Regions from separate parts of the Arabidopsis thaliana genome. Here region 2 is linked to region 1. A link is a contact called in public capture Hi-C data. All regions are on one chromosome and are shown on one strand. The core of a region is the stretch at or near the end of the contact, and the rest is flanking DNA. Distances in the headings are between cores, read along the strand shown.

Region 1 (2,700 bases), core at 110-2,609:
TACATATCCACGCGCGATAACAACAAAATTATCAGATAAAAGTTTAGGAATAATATGCTCATTAATTTATCTTTTTAGGTTTAATTTTGGTGTCATTCTTTTTTCTCATCACTAGATTACATGATCTTTTATCTCTTATTTGTTTTCTGGTAACAAAACATCATATTTGATGTAAATCTGATTTTCAAAGCTTTGAAATCGACATATTTACTTAACAAAAATTTTATGCTAACAAAACAAAACTGTGAGATATTTTGCTAAATGAAACATTAGTACGTTACAATTATTTTTACCGTACTTTTATGTCATAATGAATGAAAGAAAAAGAAATATTGAAAAGTTTATATGATATATTGTATAACTTAGCATATTAAAAATAAATCTAACACATTACTAATTGTATACCTCTTTAACATTTTTTTTATCGCGATATCATATGTTTTAACATGATATATTTCTTTACTTACATGTATATATATTATTATCACGTTAACTTAATAGATAATCATCAATTTATAATATGTTATTCCTCAAGTATTTGATGATAAGAATATCGATAACTATTTTATTACATTGCTAAATAATTTGATATATGTGATGAGGGCATTTTCGTCCAACTTACATAAATATAGAGAGAGAACTAATAATACAAAAAACAATGATATATTCTTAATTTTTGATTTATCTGGGCATATAGATTAATATAGCCCTTACTTCTATAAACAACAATTCACATTAGCCTTTGACGCACCAAATTAATGGACTAACACTCGGTAGTCACAACTCGATGATATTAGACATAGAAACTACTTTGAGTGTTAATAAGAGAGGCAATATAGCCACGAAAATGTTGAAGAAGTTGAGAAGAACCTAATTATCTCTTAAAGATCCCTACCATTGGACATGATAATTTTAAAAGCTTCAATGAAGATCATTAACTTTAGAATTTTCAAAATTTAAAATTAGAAAATTGGTAAGAGCCCCTCATGACCTCTTACCATTGCGGATTGTGATACGTTCATGAGAAGTTGGCACGTGTGAGAACTAAAGTGAGAGATTGGAGTCACGTGTGAAGAAGCTTATAAATAGTAAGAGAGAGTAGAGAGAAAAGGATCCTGCGTGATCATTGATGTGTAAAGAGGATTAGAGCTTTATGTGCTCTGTTCTTGGGAGATAAGATTGAAGAACTGTAACTCCAAGCTTATCGATTTAGGGTTTGTTTCATTGTAATTGGGATTTTAAGGATAAGAAAGAGAGATTCATAGTTTCATTCTTATCAAATGGTGCGTTAGTGTGCTCGGATCGAATCGAACGCAAGAAGATTAGGGTTTCAAAAGTTGGGGATTTTTGTCAATCGCAATGTGTCTTGAGGGATTTCCCACCTTCAATGGTGTGACTCATGAATTGCGATCATGGATTTCATGGTTGGAGGATTTCTTTGTTTGGGAGAATTTTACGGACGACGAGAAGATGAATCTTGCACAGAGTCTTATCGAAGGAGAAGCTGAGGCGTGGTTTTATAGGAGACAGAAGATGATTCTTTTTCGATCTTGGGAACATTTGAGGGATTGTTTGGTGCTGAGATTCGGCGACAGAAAAGATCTGGAACTAATCAGATTGCTTGCCAAGCAAGATCAATTTTTAAAGGAAAGGAGAGACGAATCGAAGATCCGGAGGATGAAGAATACATCGGTCGATCCACAAGAAGCAACTCCTTCAATGGCCACGATTCAAGAAACGATTCCAGTGGAGAAATTACATAATTCTCTGGAGATCACTGACAAATCTTTGAATCAAGTTGATGAAATCTCAGTTGAGAAAGGATCGAAGAATGATGCGACATTGCTAAGTCCACAGCTACTTGTTTCTGATTCTGAAAATTTGAGGAACAACGAACTTATGGCAATAAATTCAGTGGTGGAAAACTTAGAAACTGTAGTGATTAAGACAAAGATTCAGAAGAGCAGTAAAATGGATGTGGTTAACGGTGATGTTGGGAGAATTCAACAAGTGAGTATAATGAAAAGTTGTTCTGCACACAAGATGTTCGATAAAATGTCTCCACTTAAAGAACGACTGGAAACGAAGAAGAAAATGAAAGGATTAAAATCTTGGATGTTCAAATACAAGGCTGAGAAGAGAAGAATTAGGAAACTACACAATCAGGGCTGGTTACGCACTTGGATCAAAAGCTTGAAATACAAGTTTGAGAAAAGAATAATTGAGAAACGAAACGATCATAGCTGGTTATACAATTGGAGTAGAAGAGTGACTTGTAGGAAAATCAAGAGTGCAAAACTACAGGTTACTTCAGAACTAAAGGAATCTAATTCATTGTGGGACAATCGAGAAGTTTTGGTTTTGTGCGCGCAAAAGGAAATGCAGACTGCTTGTTAGCTTTGGAGAATCTACTGCAAGAGTGTTTACCATACACCAAATTTTTCAAGCTCCACTTGAGAGGGCAATTCTTCCTACGAAGGGACATAAACAGGTTCTAGAACAATTAGGTGACACACTTGGAGAGGTTGATAAGGTAGCGTTGCAATCTGATATTGGCGCTAATGTCTCTAAATCAAAAAAATATTGTGAGTCAATCACATGGATTAAAGACCATAGAGTGGAAGACATTAATGAGCAAGCTGTTGCTTATGGAGAAGCTTTCATGATATCTCTAACTGAGACGGATGTATTGCAGTCTTC
Region 2 (2,842 bases), core at 167-2,666, 200 kb after region 1:
ATAGTTGGAGAAAGAGCCACAAAGTCTTGAATGGCTATTACATTTTCAATAATTCCTTCAACAAAAAACAAACAAACAACAGTCGCCAATGATTGCTCCATAGTTGTTACATAATGATTTGTTTATTAAAGTTGATAATAATTAACAAATCAATGATGACGTTACTAAAAATAAATAAAGCAATGACCCGATGGCTCCTTTTTCTTGTTGACAATGACTAATTCAAAAACAGTGTAATCAAACTGCCGCCATAAAAACAAAATCTTAAACAGTGTAAAAAAGCTTAAACTTCTCCTCATTTGATTTCATAATAAAAATGATTATGAAAAAAGAAAGGTTGTAACATAATCTTGAAATACTAGTCCATCATATAAATTAGGGGTGGATATTTTACCGAACCAACCGAACTCAAACCGACTCAAACCAAATCCAGGCTTAGACTCAAACTATTTGGTTATGATTTTTCTCAACCCAGGTCGGTTGGGTTTCGGTTAAAAACCAAACCGGACCGATAATTCAAGGCGTTTATTTATTTTCAATTGAGAAGAATCCAATTTCGTGAAAAGTATCAATTATTTATGTTTTTTAAACAAAAATTAACACTGAAATTTTGGCTAAGAAATTTTGAAGAGAGGTACTAGTTTAGCTTTAATAATTGAGTCAATCAAAAGCTACAAATGAACAATCAACATTGTATATCTCTTGATATATGCACGAATCAAGAGATATACAATGTTTAACCGGACCGATAATTCAAGGCGTTTATTTATTTTCAATTGAGAAGAATCCAATTTCGTGAAAAGTATCAATTATTTATGTTTTTTAAACAAAAATTAACACTGAAATTTTGGCTAAGAAATTTTGAAGAGAGGTACTAGTTTAGCTTTAATAATTGAGTCAATCAAAAGCTACAAATGAACAATATGCACGAACTCTTATTTTTTCTTTGTAAGAACTAAACATTTTGGATTCACTATATTTATATCCAAAATCTTCAATATTATTGTAGTAACAATATAATAGAAGTAATAAAAAAAAAACTGTTGTGGAATTGGAAAATCAAAAATTTCAGAAAGAAAGAAATCAAGAAAGTGATGAACATAATAAAGCGGAAGCAAAACATTTAGTCAGTAAGAAAAAATAAATTTGGGCCTGCCTTAATGCCTATCTCCAAATTTGGGCTTTCATTATTGGTGAAACGAAGAAGCCCAAATGTTGACCTATTTTATAAACACTGAAAACATTCGTACTCAAAAGTGAAATTTTAAAACTTTGAGGGCTCTTTGTCAATTGTTCATGGATTCATCTTCTCTCTTTGAAGTTTGAACTTTGAACTGAAGAAACAGAATTTGAAATGATACAAAGTTCAAAGCTTTTGGAATTGCAAAATCAAAAGTTTCAAGAAGTAAGAAAGAAATGAAGAGAGTGATCAGATTCTTTAAGCGGAAGTCTGATCCTAAGCAAAAGCTTCGAGATTGGCAACGAAAGCTACGATAAGATGTCCGTGACATTGAACGACAAATTCGAGGTTCTTGTTGCTTTTTTCTCTTGTATTTGATCAGATTCTTAGGAAAGTTTCGAAATTTGAGGAATTTAGTTAGTTATATGATGATTTATATTGATGGGTTTAGGGTTTTAGATTAAAGATCCAATTTTTGAGAATGACTATTAAAGTATGTTCCTTTCGTACGAAATTGCTTCAATTTGATAATTTGGATTTAGGGTTTAGTGTTTGAGGATTAGGGTTTATACTGAGTGAGAGTTTGCTTTCAGATATTGAGAGAGAAGAAAGAAATGTGCATAAAGCTATCAAAGACTCGGTAAAGCGGAATGATTTGGTCACTGCTAAGGTAAAGTATGAAACTTTATTAGTAAATCTGATTCAATGGTGGAAGAAATTGGAGTTTTTAAAGTGTTTCTCTGCTTTGTGTGTTTAAAGGCACTTGCTAGGGAAATAGTGAGTTCTAGAAGAACGGTTAAGCGGCTATACGAGAATAAAGCGCAGGTGAATTCTATTTCAATGCATCTTGGGGAGAGTATTGGTAATGATCAAAAGCTTTACTTGGTGGTTTTCATTGTTGTTATGTGATATGTTTTTTAGATTGTTGTTTACGTTTCTTTTTGTGTTGCAGCTACTGCGGTAACTGTTGGGAATCTTTCGAAGAGTGGTGAGGTTATGAAGCTTGTTAATAGTCTAATGAAAGCTCCAGAGATTGCTGTGACAATGCAGGCATTTAGCAAAGAGATGACCAAGGTAGTTAATAAACGCTTTTGAGTTTCGTTCTCTATGTTGTTCATATTATGTATATGTATCTTTCTCTAATGTGTGGATTTATGTAGACTGGGGTTATTGAAGAGTTTGTGAGTGATGCTGTGGATAATGCCTTAGATTCTGAGGATATTGAAGAGGAGATCGAGGAAGAGGTTGATAAGGTATTGACTGCCATAGCAGGAGAGACTGCAGCTGAGCTCCCGGAAGCAGTTAGGAAGCAAAAGATGAATGTTCCAGCTCAAAAGGCGGAAACTTTACACGGGGTAAGAACTCTTGCAGTTGAATGATTGCAAGTACATGAAAAAAGATGGAATAGTTACAGAGAGGAAGAGATCAAATCTGAAAAGGGAACGTATAATGTATTGCAGGAAGATGCAATTGTAGAAGGAGTTGATGCTGAAGAAGAACTAGAGGCCATTAGATATCGGCTAGCCAATGTTAGATCATAGCTGATATATACTGGATCATACTTGTGACTTTTTTCTTAACCGTTCTCTCTTATTGCATGGTCGATCTTTTGGTCAGTGATTGTGCGATTTGTATAGACACTAAAGAAAGTTGAGCTTTAGC

Evidence for each region. Capture Hi-C pulls out chosen DNA fragments and counts their contacts.
Region 2: a capture Hi-C map of seedling shows a contact between it and region 1, with 2.1 times the contacts expected there.

Annotation. Positions count from the first base shown.
Region 1 is chr3:16,258,846-16,261,545 of TAIR10.1, forward strand. It overlaps AT3G44713, which reads left to right and starts at 1,360. Exons shown (of 3, transcript NM_148838.1): 1 at 1,360-2,304; 2 at 2,480-2,700. The coding sequence starts at 1,360.
Region 2 is chr3:16,458,687-16,461,528 of TAIR10.1, forward strand. VPS24.2 (SNF7 family protein) reads left to right here and starts at 1,417. Exons shown (of 6, transcript NM_001161193.1): 1 at 1,417-1,528; 2 at 1,774-1,850; 3 at 1,940-2,042; 4 at 2,133-2,254; 5 at 2,341-2,535; 6 at 2,641-2,721. The coding sequence starts at 2,021. The coding sequence ends at 2,721.